5 separate regions of the Sus scrofa genome follow, and regions 2, 3, 4 and 5 are each linked to region 1. Evidence: chromatin contacts called from public Hi-C and targeted proximity ligation data. All regions are on one chromosome and are shown on one strand. The core of a region is the stretch at or near the end of the contact, and the rest is flanking DNA. Distances in the headings are between cores, read along the strand shown. Region 1 holds the start of MXD1 (max dimerization protein 1). Region 2 holds the start of C3H2orf42 (chromosome 3 open reading frame, human C2orf42). Region 3 holds the start of ASPRV1 (retroviral-like aspartic protease 1). Region 4 overlaps ASPRV1 (retroviral-like aspartic protease 1). Region 5 overlaps ASPRV1 (retroviral-like aspartic protease 1).

Region 1 (2,884 bases), core at 181-2,680:
AGTTTCCATTTCTGGCTGAATGAATGTCTAGGAAACTCATTTAGCGTCTCCGGGCTTCAGTTTCCTCATATGCAAAATGTAGGTAATTAACCTATCTAATGGGATTATATTAAGGATTAGGATAATGTAGGTAATTTACCTCACACGTATAAGCTATTGTTTTCATATACTGACAACAATAAACTTTTTTTTAAAAGCTTTGTTAAATATGTTCATGCTTCACTCATTTCTACCTTCAGGATTCTCAATTTACCAACAGTTTTATTTCTGCTTTTTAAAATGGAGATATCTCAGGAATCGTCATAGGTTTAGGGAACAATTCTTCAAGTTTTTTATGTACATTTATATTGGTACCACCCCCAACACAAACACCGTTTATAGCCGTCTCGAAAAGGAAGTATTCTTTTGAACGTTTTCGTCTAGAAAAGGGAAGATATTTATGAAAGAATCTCAGGATTCCACGTCAACCTGCAGGTATAGGAAGTTTCCGAGCTTTTAAAACCCACTCGCGTGAGGAAGTAATTAGCAGCACCTGCGGCGAGGGTCGTGCCTTTGGAGAGGCCAGCGCTGCATGCAGCTGCCCCATTCCAGCACTTGAGAAGAGAAAAGGCTGGGCGGCGAGCATTTAACAGGAGACAGGCTTTTCCCCTCAAGCCCAACAGCCACGTGGCGCCTGGCAGAGTCTCAGGCCCACCGCCCTGTTCTCGGGCTGCGGGCCGCTCCCTTCAGGGGATTCTCTGCGGTGCCCTCAGCCGCCCAAGTCCCAGGACGTCTGGAACCTCTGGGTCGCTGTCGGCGGACCCAGGGACCCGGCCCCGAACCGGAGCGGGACACAGCGCCCAGGTGACGCTCGGCGCCACCTTCCACTTGAGGGTTGCCCAGCAGGTCCTCGAAACTTTTCCCCGGAGACAGGTCTCGGCAACAGGCGGAGCCGGGTGGAGCCGCGCCCCGGGGCAGCCGGTGAATCAGCGCGGCTTGCGGCGCCGGGGTCAGCCCTTCCAGCCAAAGCCAGATCCGGGGAGGAGTAGCCGGGCTGCTGACCACCACCCGTTCAGGGTTCGCTGGCCTGGGGAAAGGCGACGTCATCATAGCTGGGCGGTGTCGGAAGGCTCCCCCAATGGGAGACAGGCAAAGTGGCTTGCTTTCTGTACCTCTTGGCCAATACTAACAAAGCAGAAGGGGCCCCGGTTGTCAGTATAGAACCAATGGAAAACAGGGAAGGAGCACAAGGCGGAGTTGCGAGTCCTGTCACCAATTGGGAAGAGGGGGTGGAGCCCGGGCCTTGTCAAGCGTGACCAACCAACAAGAGGAGTGGACTCTGGGGGGCGGGGCCGTGATTCCCTCCCCCAATCGCACAAGGCCATGGGCGGGGCATTCTCTGGGGTGCCCAATGAGGAACGCAGCCGAAGCGGGCCTGTCAAGAGAAGGGGCTGGGGGCGGGGGGACGGTGAGTCGGGATAAACACTCCGCGGCGGTGGCGGCTGCTGCTCTTCTCTGGGTTCTGTCAGTGTCGGCGGTGCCCAGCTCACCGGTCCCCTCCCCCTTCTGGCGAGCGTGGTCGCAAGAGAGGCTCTCTCAACCCTGCTCTGCCGGGTCCTCAGTGGGGCGCGCGTGTCCGGCGGCGGCAAACCCGTGGGCAGTGGGGGTTGGTCCCGTGGCTCCGGCCCCCGGTGCAGAATGGCGGCGGCGGTTCGGATGAACATCCAGATGCTGCTGGAGGCGGCGGACTACTTGGAGCGGCGGGAGAGAGGTGCACGGGGACGTGAGGGGTCCGGCCAGAGCAGGGGCCGGGGGCTCTGAGAGGCCTGGCTGAGGGTCTGGGCGCCCGGCCGCTCCGGGGGTGGTTGGAGGAGCTGAGAGCGCGACCGCGAGCGCTCCCAACCCCTCCAGCTCTCCCCACGCGCGGTCCGAAAGGAGGCCGCCACTGCCCAGAGGCAATGAATGGGGGTGGAAAAGGGGCTGCTGTCCCCGGGGTCCTGAGCGTCGCCCCCTCCCCACCCCGTAGCGAGTGTGGTGCCTGGGGTTCCCTCAGCCAGGGCCGTCCCGGCCGGCCCTCAAGTGGACCTGGCTCCGGGTATCCCAGCCGGAGGGGCAGCGCCTCCCCTGTCCCCCATCCTCCTTTTCCGGCTCTGAGTCCCGGTGTTCACCCTGCCCCTTCGCCTGAGGCTGGTCCCACTTACTACACACCAACCTGCTGGACGCTGCCAATGGGAAACCCAGGCTCCATGGGACTTGCTGTGTCTTTCTCAACAATGAGCAGCTGGAATGCTCCTTCCACCTGCTCCGAACTGAGGGTATTCACACTCAATTTAAAAAGGCAATCATTGTTCTGAGAATTCCACCTTGTTCCGTTTTATTATTTCCACAATATTCTATTAATGAGAAATACATCAATTTCTCATTAAATAATCAATTTCTCAGGGAGGGGAGAGAGTATTGAACGTTCTGGGCTCATTCATTAACTGGATCCTCCGGTTTTCTAGAAGCTGAACATGGTTATGCCTCCATGTTACCATACAATAACAAGGACAGAGATGCCTTAAAACGGAGGAGCAAATCCAAGAAGAACAACAGCAGTAGCAGGTAATTTGGTAAATATTTCCCTTTCTCTTTTAGATTATACTGCGGATGATACAAATTGCAGAATGGAAGTGATAGCCCTGTAAATGAAGTGGTATTCAGGCTCAGTCATGTCCACATGCTCTTAAGGCACTGGAGGAAGCCCTTCTGTTTGGGTTGAAAGGACTAAAAAGAAGAAAAGGAAAATGTTCTCTCTGTCCTTATGAACTTTTTTTAAACTTAATTTTGCTTTTCTTCCCTTTTGGAATGAAAATCTGGAAACTTCATGTGAGATTAGTAACAGTGATGATATTTTGCCTTCAGA
Region 2 (2,884 bases), core at 269-2,768, 260 kb after region 1:
TGGAGCTGGAGCTGCCAGCTTAAGCCACAGCCACAACAACCTGGGATCCAAGCCATGTCTGTGACATACACCACAGCTCATGGCAACGCCAGATCCTTAACCCACTGAGCAAGGCCAGGGATGGAACCGGAGTCCTCATGAATACTAGTCGGGTTCGTTAACCACTGAGCCACGATGGGAACGCCACTGTTTTGATTTCTAAGTCTACAGCTATGACATATGGAAGTTTCCAGGCCAGGGGTCGAAAACTAGAGCTGCAGCTGCCAGCTTACTCCACAGCCACGTCTTCAACCTGTGCCACAGCTTACGGCAATGCCAGATCCTTAACCCAATGAGCAAGGCCAGGGATCAAACCCCCATCCTCATATACTTATAGGGTTCTAAAATCATTCTCAATCTGATTCAGAATCTGTTGTCTCAGAAGAAGTGACTGGGGACTTGAAAAATACAAAGTGGGAGGGAGATGTACAATTCGCTGTTTTGTACTATCTGAATTTTAAACCGTTACTAGTATTACTTGTTAGATTCTATGCTGAAAGCATATATAAACAAGTAACACAACTTGTAAACAACCTATATTTGAATCCTGCCTAAGAAAGGGTCTCCTCTTCCCCAGCAAGTTTACTAAACAGCCTCCTCAATCAGATGGCGTTAAAGGGACTGGGGCTGGAAGAGCTACCCCACGAACATTCCTTGAACTACTGGGTTTTCAGCCCGTTACTCTTTGCAGGGCTATACAGTTTGGTGAATGCTGTTTAATGCTTGTGAAGCACAGTAAGTGAAGAGAATAAAGGGTCACCTTGAATAAGACATAAACTTGCTAATGTTTACTGAGTACAAGTAAGCCCTTCCCATGCATTTACTCATGTATTGCTATGTATTGCTCACCACGATCCTGTGAAGTAGGTACTATTTTACCCATCTTGGAGATGAAGAAGTTGGCTCAGAGAAAGTAGTGATTTGATTAACATCCCTCAGCCAGTCTCCAGATAACTTAACGTGAGTTTGCAATCTGGATTCCTTGTCAAACCACAAGTGAGAGGAAAGGGCAGGACCATAAGCCAGGACTCTCAATTCCAGGTCCGGGGTGCTTCCATTTGCCCTGCGATGCCTCAGGATAATGGAGAAAGGCCACCGGGGCTAAGCCGACCACAGCCCAGTCACGCGGCCTGCAGGACGATCACCTCCCACCTGGCTTCCGGGACCGCCTGCCCCTTGACGCACTACCCGGGACCAGCTTCCCGGCAGCCTCCCCGCGCGACCGCTTACTTCCGGTCCTAAGTAGGCCCGAGCAGAAGCATCACCTGGCCGGTACCCTGCCCTCGGGACACGCTATGCGCCGGGACTCCCGGCTCTACGTCCTTGTCCCATAGCCGCACCCCCCTTCTTTTAGCACAGCCCCCCTTACCTGCCCTGCGCAACCCACCCCGCGGCCCTAGGCCCCCACGCTGATGACCGCCCTCACCTCCTCTCTCTTCTCCTGCCGCGTCCTTTTACAAACGCGGCCAAACTGTTCGCTGTAACGACAGTCGCTATTGGTCAGAGCCGCCCACGCGCGGCTAGAGCACGCCTACCTGGGCTCGCGTTGTCTGACGGGAGTTGTAGTTTCCTCCTTTTGGAGCCAGCTGACTATTGCTGCGGAATCCGATGGTGGAATCTACGCTGACCTGACGACTGTACAGTTTAGGTTCTTTGCTGTGCCTAGAGTGCTTCTGGCCGACCCTGCTGGTGCTGGAAGCCCAGAGCTCTAGGATTAGTCGTCACTGTTTTAGGCCTGAGCGAGTCCTAAGTCTGAGTAGAATTCCATTGACCATTGATGAAAAAAATCTCCTTAGATTTTCTGCATTATTAGCAGATGTCAGATGCGAGCGATTTAGTGTTCTGTCAAGGGAGTCTTGTTCACCAAAGAATTCGTTGTTTCTATCACTTGTGTGTTTGCATCAGGTCATCTTTTTCTCCCTTAATTACACTCTGACATATTACTTGAATGTTTCCCTTATAATGAGTTGTTATTGGCTTCTGGTGTGACCTAGTTTTGATTATTGGAATCACACAGAATAAATCTGAATACTCTTTGTTGACAATAGTTCATGAGTTAAAATGTGTCAAGGGTGAGGCCTGTGTGTGGGAAAACTCTGGAATGAGATTTCCTACACCTTTGGCTTTCATACTGCTCCTTATTAGTGATGGCACTGTGGACTGGGTGGCTGAGAACTGTCACATGAAATAGTATGAATAAATAAAAAGGTGAGAACTGTGGTTCAGTTGTATTCTGGGTTATAAGACTATAAGCCCAGAGACAGCCTCTCAGATAGTTCTGAGGAAGAGCTCCAAAAAGATATGGAGGGAGGTCATATATCTAAGAGAAGGAGTATGTGCAATCAAGCACACATCTTGTTAGAAGGTTGCTTCTGGTCACAGGACACAGCTATCTTAGCTAGTAATTTTAGTGCTCTTCTAAGTATGGGAAGATACAAAAAAATGGATTCATAAAATCTTCTTCTGAAAATATTTATCTGAAGTCCTGTTTTGCCAGTTTTCCCAGAGCAGAGAGTACCTCAATCCTAATCTGCAAACTGAAAGTCTGTGACTGCAGTGGATAATGACTTTAACCTTGTGGAACCAGATGGTGAGTGACATTCTTTAGTTAGCAGAACCTTAGTCTTCTCAACTATTAATAAGACAAATGGACTTTTCCAAGATTAAGGTTTGTTATGTTGTTTCTTAAACTGGAGGTAGGGGGAGGTGGGCACATTTTTTCCAGGAAATTTTTCCAATTTTGCTTATTTCAATTTATAAGGTTTTTTTTTTTTCTTTTTTTTTAGGGCTGCAACTGCAGCATATGGAGGTTCCCAGGCTAAGGGTCAAATCGGAGCTGTAGCTG
Region 3 (2,884 bases), core at 211-2,710, 220 kb after region 1:
CCGCTAGGGCGAAACACGGCCAATACCAGGCAGGCGGGGAGGAGCCCGGACGCAGCTGCTCCCTCCCCGCCAAGCCGCGCTTTCTGAAGCTCCGGGTGCGGCCTGGGCCCCACGTGCCCGCTGCTCCCGCGGACCCGCGGGTCGGAGTCCAAGCTCCGTCGGCCCGAACCAGGAAGTCGGTGCCCGGCCTCCCAGCGGGTCTGAAGGCGGCTAGGTTACGCCTGGGCGACCTAGCCGGCTAACGACCTCAGGAGTCTCGCGCTGGGCCGCCGGAACCCCTCCTCTCCGAGCCCGCCCCGTCAGCACCTTTCCCGCAGCTCGGCCCGCCGCCCTGGCCCGCCCGGGCCCCACAGCGGGTCACGAGGCAGCGCCGGAGAGTCGGCAGTAGGCGCGGCCCCGTCAGCCCCAGCGGAGCCTGCGCTCGGCGCCACCCCCACGCCGCGCGCCACGTCCCCAACCCCCCCGCCCCCGCGTGCCACGCGGGGAACCCCGGTGACGTCACCGCCCTCCTGTTCTCGCCTTCCCGCGCTCTCCAGAAAAGACGCGAAGGTGGTGACGTGTCCGGGAATTCAATGCGCCTGCGCAGGAGGCGTCAGCCACACAACGTCCTGCAGCGCCGCCTGGTGGAAGAAAAGCCCAAACCGGCCGGAAGCGTCGACGCGGGCGAGAGGAGAACGTGACTGACGTCAGCTCTTGGAGCCGAGGGGGCGACCGCCGCGTGACCGGCCCTCGCTCTGCGCGCCTGCGCATCTTTATCGTCTCCTTTTAAGCACAGGGTGGAAACTTGATTATTTCGCTCCTTGTTTTAAGATTGTAACCTTTCCTTGTATCGAATGGGTTAAATTGGTCTTTAAAGGAAAAACAAAGTGGGGGGGGAAGAAAATATATGAAGAAAAGGAATAGCAATACTCTTCATATTTACTTCCAGCCTTTTTTTTTTTTTACTTAAATCAAAATTGAGATTTGCTGTGGTTTTAAGCCCAAAGTTCTTAGGGAGGTACAAAAAGCACCAAAGCTAAGTTAGAAAAACACGGTAGAAGAGAGAAGTGCAGAACAATAGGTGAAAGGATAATAGCTAGTATATAACAAGCGTTTCAGACAGTATCTTATTTACCCTGCATAATATCCAGCTGAGGAAACTGTGGCTCAGAGGGTTAAATAGCTTGTCTGAGATGGCTCTGCTGCTATCCACTCTGGTAAGTGGGTAGCAGAGTGTGTTGACGGGTTGGGGCGTTGAACCCAGGGGTTAAAATCTGAACCGTAGGACGGTGGGCTGGGGAGAATGGCGAAAAACCTCAGGGAACATACATGGATGAAGACACTTTTTGTACTTCTGTATCGTGGGATTAGAACTAGTTCGTAGGAACGTGTTGGGTCAACTTGGCAGGAGCGCACCTTAAGCAGCTCACGCTATTACACTCCCTTGAAATGCATAGCTACTCTTAAGGGCCCCTAACTGCGGAGGTCACCGCCTGCAGCACTGCCCTCTCCCGTTAATAGTCGCGAAAGGTAGCGGTCAGCACCAGCACAGGTATTAGGTCCTGCAACCCAAAGTGCAGTCTGCAGTCCAGCAGCATTTCTTCCATCTTATAAACGCCATCCCAATCCCTTGGTGAAGCAGGTGGGATGGTAGAAAGATACGAAGGGAGTTTGCAGAGCTGGATGGTGGAAGGGCAGGCAGACAGGGAGCAGGGTACTTAAGGAGGTTTTAAAAGAGGATCATATAAGGAGTACCAAAAAATATCACAAGATGCAAAGGAAGAAAAGTAGGAAATCAATCTGAGAGACTAACAAAAGAAAGAACTAGGTTAAGGGGGTTAAGCAAGTCCAACTTGGGATAAGTCACCAAAAAAGTAGACACAAGTGCTGTTCTTTGTAGGTGACTTTTGTGTGTATTATGCTTGAGACAGTCCCTAATTCAAAGAACTGGAGGAAGGCAGCCCCTGCCCATTCCCCCATCTTCAGCAGATGGAGTAGGGTTTCTCTGGGTTCTTGTAATAGAGGGCAGATCAGGCAGTGACAAGAGTGCCCCTGGGATGACATACACAGGTTGTACTATATATGGCCAGGCCTCAGGGCTGGTGTGGATGCAAGTGTGTGCACATGTGGGTTGGAGGGAAGGGCAGGTTATTAGCAGACCAGATGTAACAGGAATCAGTGAAAGATGGAGTGAATTTTTGTGACTGGAAATGGCTTGGCCCAGAAAGTCACAGGGCTGATAGCATCTGGTACCTTGAGAAAGCCAGGTGGCAGGCTTATAAACCTTCACTTAGGTGGGTAGTTCTTGGGAGTCAGATTTTCTGGACTTTTGGGTGGCCTGTCATTCTTCCAAATAGTAGTAGCAAGCTGTTGAGATGATAGTTCTGGTAGAGGCAGGTGTGAATCGAAGTGTTCTAGGTATAGGAGTAATAAGTTGTCCTCATGATGCCCATTACGTTAGGGGCCCAGCCATGTTGCCTGGAGGAGTTAAGATGGATTCTCTCTCAGACCCATTAATACACTCAGTCTGAGGATGATCAGTCTGTGCAACAGAAAGTTGCGTAGACATGAAGGGTTTTGTGCTGCTCACACTAGAATACAAAGTGGCTGCAGCATGGAAAGGCAGTAGCTGGGCAGTCCCCAGAAGTGTAAGATTCCAACAATTAATGGAGGAGATATGCAGGGGATGATACAGATGAGTGTGTATATGGGTGGGTACAGAGTTTGAAGAGCACTAGGACCACTCTACTCTGATAGCATGGGTAGAGTCTGAAATGAGGTCAAGGCTGATGGTGTCCCAAAGGTGTCTAGGAGTGGGTACAGTACTCGGCTAGGGCCATGTGTGACCTGGCAAAGTCTGTTTAGAAAAGGTCAATGCAACTCTGAACATCATTCCAGACTTTTT
Region 4 (2,884 bases), core at 121-2,620, 180 kb after region 1:
TATCAGGATGGAAACTTTTTGTCATTCTCTAGACTAATCCTTCCTCTTTCCCACTGATGCAAGAAGACTTTATTAGAAAATACATTTTTGGGAGTTCCCATCATGGCTCAGTGGTTAACAAATCTGACTAGGAACCATGAGGTTGCGGGTTTGATCCCTGGCCTCACTCAGTGGGTTAAGGATCCGGCATTGCAGTGAGCTGTGGTGTAGGTCAAAGATGCGCAGCTTGGATCTGGCGTTGCTGTGGCTGTGGCGTAGGCCGGCAGCTACAGTTCTGATTAGACCCCTAGCCTGGGAACCCCCATATGCCGTGGGTGCAGCCCTAGAAAAGACAAAAAAAAAAAGAAAAAAAGAAAATACATTTTTGGGGAGTTCCATTGAGACTCAGCAGTAACACACCTGACTAGTATCCATGAGGACTTGGGTTTGATCCCCGACCTTGCTCAGTGGGTTAAGGATCCCCGACCCTGTGAGCTAGGGTATAGGTCGCAGATTTGGCTCAGGTTCCAAGTTGCCATGGCTGTAGTGTAGGCCAGCAGCTACAGCTCCAATTTGACCCCAACCTTGGAACTTCCATGTCCCTCAGGTGCAACACTAAAAAGACCAAAAAAATGCATCAGGCATTTTAAAAGCTGCCCTGGAGTTCCCACTGTGGTTCAATGGGTAAAGAATCCAACTGCAGCAGCTTGAGTTGCTGCAGAGGGGCGGGTTTGATCCCCGGCCTGCCGCAGTAGGTTAAGGATTCAGTGTTGTCACAGCTGCAACTCAAATTCAATCCCTCGCTTGGGAACTTTCATATGCCACAAGTGCAACCATTAAAAAAAAATTAAAAAGCTGCCCCGGCGATTCTAATGTGCAATCACAGTTGAAAATTGCTGGGGTCAAAAAGTACATTTGTGCATATGGAGACTCTAAAAGGTGGGGCGGGGGGGAGGTGCAGTCAAGAAGAGGCCCAGCTGCCCTGGCGGAAGGGGTGGAATCCTGGGGGGCTGTAGGTATCCCTCCGGTCACAAGAGGAGAGATTCCTGCCTTGTTCTGCCCTTTGGTCAGGATCTGAATTCCTCTCCAACTTCCTGACTTAAACCACAGAGAGTTTCCCAGACAGAGAGACCGAGGGACCCCCGGAATGGCCATGGACGGCCAGGTTCAGGAATATGATAGTAATTATGGCAAACAATACAATTTCCTGCTTAAGAACCAAGCCCCCGGCCTGGTTCACTGCCTGTGCAGGTGCAGGAATGTGTGTGTGTGTGTGTGTGTGTGTTTCAGACTGCCTATTCAACTGAAAAACAAAAGTGGCTCTGAGACTGGAAGGGAGGCTGAACAAGTGACCAGGATGACTCATGCTGCTTGGCTGCAAAGGCCAGTAGGCTGCCCTCCCCACCCCCAGTGGGGCGGGACCTGGGCGGGAAGAGCAGCAGGTACAAGCGGCTCCTGTGAACTTCCCACCTGCCTCTGGATAGGCTGCCTTTTGGGTCAAACAAATATTTTTGTAAAAATTAAGGCAGAAAATGTAACTTTCCACTTACAGCCACAATTTTCTGGTGTTAAGTAGACAAGCTAAAACAAGGATGAAACCACAGGATCTCGCACAAGAATCCAGGTTTACAGTATTAGCCCCTGAATTGTGACATTTTTCAAAACAGGCTCAAGTTGGAACAAGAGAAGGGCTGCAGGTGTGGATGCCTCTGTGAGGAGGGGTCAGGAGGTAGGCACAGACCAGAAGAGTACATTTAATGGACACTTTCAACATGCAGGTTTGGGGACATGAAGGAGACATTGAACCTGTCTGTGCTGCCCAACATATAGCCACTGGCCACATATGGCTGGTGAGCACAGGAAATGTGGCTCCTCTGAATTAGAGATCAAATGCACAGCAGATTTGAAAGACATAGTACAAGGAAAAAAGTATAAAATAGATCATTAATAATTTATTAATATTTTATACTGACCCCAAGTTGAACTAATATTTGAATATATTAACTTTTTTATTAAAATTAACTTCACCTGTTTTATTTTACTTTTTAAGAAATTTATTTATTTATTTATTTATTTAGGGCCACATCTGTGGCAATATGGAGGTCCCTAGGCTAGGGGTCAAATCGGAGCTGCAGCTGCCAGCCTATGCCACAGCCACAGCAACTCAGGATCTGATCTGTTTGTAACCTACGCCACAGCTCACAACAATGCCAAATACTTAACCCACTGAGCAAGGCCAGGAATCAAACCCAAATCCTCATGGATTCTAGTCGGATTCGTTACCCCTGAGCCACAACAGGAACTCCTCATTTTACTTTTTAAAATGTAGCTTATTAAAAAAATTAAAATCACATCTGTGTCTTCCATGATATTTCTGTTGGACAATGCTGTCTACCCTATGCCCTTCATCCAATTTACTTTTTTTTTGGCTGCATCCGTGGAATGTGGAAGTTCCCAGGCCAGGGATCAAACCTGCACCACAGCTGCAACCAGAGCTACGGCAGTGACAACACCAGATTCCTAACCTGCTGTGCCATGAGGGAACTCCCCCAATGAACTTTTATTGGACACCTACTTTGCCCAAGGAAGTGTGAAAGTACAAAGCCACATAATGCTAATAATGACTCCAGTTTTGACAAGGCTGACTACTTGCCAGGCACTTTGCACTGATTTAGTAACTTGCCCTAGTTAAGAAAATGCATTAGCTTCCAGAACCCCCATTATTAGTCAATTGGCCAAACTGCCTGCTTGGCAGCAAAGACCTTAGTGTTTACTTGGGGTACATCACAGATGCCTGCCCTGACATAACAAAGGGGTTGTCACAGCAGAGAACACCCAAGTTAAAAACCCATTCTTAGGAACAAACTTTAAATGCTTTTTAACATGACTGAAGCACACAGCAATC
Region 5 (2,884 bases), core at 140-2,639, 150 kb after region 1:
ATTACTATGTTCTCTGTAAAATTAAATATCAATTTCTCAAAAAATAATGGGAATTTCTGTACCTTCTCAATTTTGCTGTGAACCTAAAACTGCTCTAAAAAATAACTCAATTTTGAAAAGTGAGTAAAAGAGGAAGCCTACAAATTGGGACATCCTTTGCTTCAGACATAAATTTTCTGTTTCTTCCACCCCCCAGTGGCCCTGATGTTCAGATCTTCTGGCTTGCCATCTGCCCATGCCCCCTAATTCCATGCTTTACCCTGAATCCTTGGCCCCAGGCCAAGTCTGGCCACTGATTCCCTAGACTGGGCCGGAACCCCAAGAGGAGAGGTCAAATACCAAATTTCTAAACAAATATAGGAGAATGAGTTTACATGCCAGCTTCAAGGAGAGGGATCAGGTGGCCTTGCTCGGCAGCAGCAATCTCAAAGGGGAAAAGGTATTTGAAAATCTAGAAGCAGTTCTGCAGGGCTGAGGGGACACCAAGGCAAAATCATGGGAAAGTGGTATGGGGTAAGCTGAAAAAGTAGCCAGTTCCACTTATAAAGATTCCAAGCAAAGTGCCATAATATGACAGAGGCCACCTGTACAGCAAAAGGTAGAAGGGAAGCTGCATTCTGTGAATGGGTTGGGGACATAGTAGGCGGTTGTCTAGGGGTATCTAGAGGAGTCACTCCACATTGAAGCAGCAATTCCAGGAGGCACAGCGTAACAGTTCAGAAACTTTCTGGAGCAGGAGGTCCCTGGTGGCCTAGCAGTTAAGGACTCAGCATTGTCACTGCTGCGGTTTGATTCCTTGCCCAAGAACTTCCGAATGCTATGGATATAGCCAAAAAAAGAGAGAGAGAGAGAGGAATTCCCAGTGTGGCACAACAGGATCGGCAGCATCTTGGGAGCACTGGTTCAATCCCTGGCCGGGCACAGTGAGTTAAGGATCTGGCGTTGCCACAGCTGTGGCTTAGGTCACAACTATAGCTTGCATCTGATCCCTGGTCCAGGAACTCCAGAAGCCCTGGGGCAGCAAAAAAAAAAAAAAAAAAAAAAAAAGGAAAAAATAATAATAATAAAGGGAAAAATTAAAAAAAAAAAAAAGAAACTTTCTGGAGCAGCAGAAAGCCAAGGACATGGTTATTCCTGAAAAAAAAAAAAGGTTCTACAAATGAAAAGACACTCAAATAAAGCCCTTCCTTTTTCAGTAAACCAAAGGCAAAGATCATGGTAGATCTCTAATGACTATGTTCTTTCAACTTTCTGGGGATGAAAGACAAGGTATTTGGTCTACATGTTTTCCTGGTCACCCAAAGAGATGATACCGCCTAGGTCTTACCCAATAGATGATTCACCATCAATTAGTCTATATCAGAGCCTGCTACGCCTCACACCTCACAAAGTCACATACCAGACAGCTCTGGAAAGAAAACAATCCAGTGTGAGCTGTCAAAGTCCTCTCAGTATCTGACCTCACCCTCTGGGGTAGGTTTCATTTCAAAACTGAAAGGGAGTGAAGGGCCGGGGAAATCCAAAGATCAACAGGGCCAGGAACAAGTGGTTCCCAGCAGAAAAGGGTCCCAAGGTGGAACTCAAAACAGAAACCAGACCACTGATAAGACAGTTTACGATGTCTGTCTCCAAGCCTTCAGATGCCATTTATATGTTTTCCAATATTTACAACAGGGCATGACCATGCTTATCCAACTTCTGCCAACTAAACAGCTAATTCTCCAAGTGTTCAATCAACGTCCTGGCTTTATTAAGTTTTAGAGCTTTGGGGTACCTCCAAAAACTGGGATACCAGGGGGGACTTCTGAATCTTATAGTCCTTCATATGGGCCATATTTTAATTGTAATGAATTCTATCACTTCTTCCTTCTTCATTTCCTCATGAATCCTTAGCAAAGTCTCACTAAAAAACTTCCAAATAGTTCATGACAGCTTTCTCACTAGACCAATATACAACGAAAGTGCATCTCATCAAAGGAGTCAGGTTATTTGCTTAACATTCATTTAAACTACATAAATGATCCTTAGGCAAGTCACATAAACTTTCTGGGCTCAGTTTCTTCATCTGTAAAGGAGGCTGGAAACAGACAGAGGGAAAGCAAAAAATCTTCCTTGAATTAAGTAAAAAGACTTAAGTTTTAAGTCTAAAAGGTTCCTCAAAGAGTAAGCAGAGTTATTATTGAAAAAAAAAATGCCTAAGCATATCATGATGAAACAGCATGAAGAAAAAAATTTACAAACTTTCAAAGAGAAAATATTACTACTTACAAAGGAAAAAGACTCCTATTGGCATTGGAGGTTTCACCTGTATCACTAGAAACTTAAGACAGAAGAAAGTAGCATACTCTGCAGAGACTAGCACTGCTATCAAGAATCCTAAACTCAGCCAAGACATCATTCATACACGAAGATACACATACAAATGCACACACACAAATAAATAATAAATAAGCAGACCTTGAAAGTACCATTCATGCCCCTTTTCTAAGAAAAATCAAAGTGTCCTAGCCAAATTAATATTTTAAAACTGGAACAAAGCTGAGAAAGAGCTATGGAAAACAGCCACTATAAAATACACAAGACCTATTTCCCCTCCACCCCCCAAAACACTTCTAATGAAACTGTACAGGTGACTTGTGATAGCACTTCCAAGTATAAACAAAAACTGTCCTATACATAACCCTCCCTGGCAGTCTGGGTTTGCGAGTTGTTCATCACCTAGTGGCGGAATGAAGTAAATGCAGTTTCATCAAGAGTTCAGATAAATTTCCAGCCATTTTGTGATTTCTGACTGTGTGTACAGGGCAGCAGCCTGCTGTCCTAGAAATTATAAGAGTAGGGAACTGAAAACCCTCCAGACTGATAGAGAATTGTATAGATTCCA

The links. A called contact is a pair of places that touch in the nucleus more often than the background predicts.
Region 2: a targeted proximity ligation map of alveolar macrophages shows a contact between it and region 1. A contact is called at or near these places in 6 of 47 Hi-C or Micro-C datasets (alveolar macrophages, epiblast stem cells, heart right ventricle and 3 more) and 2 of 2 datasets of targeted methods (alveolar macrophages and skeletal muscle).
Region 3: a Hi-C map of epiblast stem cells shows a contact between it and region 1, with 4 times the contacts expected there. A contact is called at or near these places in 5 of 5 promoter capture datasets (fetal liver, fetal skeletal muscle, liver and 1 more), 29 of 47 Hi-C or Micro-C datasets (alveolar macrophages, blood, brain and 15 more) and 2 of 2 datasets of targeted methods (alveolar macrophages and skeletal muscle).
Region 4: a contact with region 1 is called in a targeted proximity ligation map of alveolar macrophages. A contact is called at or near these places in 7 of 47 Hi-C or Micro-C datasets (embryonic fibroblasts, heart right ventricle, liver and 3 more) and 2 of 2 datasets of targeted methods (alveolar macrophages and skeletal muscle).
Region 5: a contact with region 1 is called in a targeted proximity ligation map of alveolar macrophages. A contact is called at or near these places in 25 of 47 Hi-C or Micro-C datasets (adipose tissue, alveolar macrophages, blood and 13 more) and 2 of 2 datasets of targeted methods (alveolar macrophages and skeletal muscle).

Annotation. Positions count from the first base shown.
Region 1 is chr3:72,543,848-72,546,731 of Sscrofa11.1, reverse strand. MXD1 (max dimerization protein 1) reads left to right here and starts at 1,430. Exons shown (of 7, transcript XR_002342619.1): 1 at 1,430-1,750; 2 at 2,484-2,583.
Region 2 is chr3:72,288,218-72,291,101 of Sscrofa11.1, reverse strand. It overlaps C3H2orf42 (chromosome 3 open reading frame, human C2orf42), which reads right to left and starts at 1,518. Exons shown (of 10, transcript NM_001243818.1): 1 at 1,466-1,518.
Region 3 is chr3:72,322,534-72,325,417 of Sscrofa11.1, reverse strand. ASPRV1 (retroviral-like aspartic protease 1) reads right to left here and starts at 1,460. Exons shown (of 13, transcript XR_002342602.1): 1 at 307-1,460.
Region 4 is chr3:72,359,572-72,362,455 of Sscrofa11.1, reverse strand. The region is part of intron 3 of ASPRV1 (retroviral-like aspartic protease 1); the gene reads right to left. Among named protein-coding and RNA genes, the nearest start is that of PCBP1, 19 kb to the left of the region's middle.
Region 5 is chr3:72,398,711-72,401,594 of Sscrofa11.1, reverse strand. All of the region lies in intron 5 of ASPRV1 (retroviral-like aspartic protease 1), which reads right to left. Among named protein-coding and RNA genes, the nearest start is that of PCBP1, 20 kb to the right of the region's middle.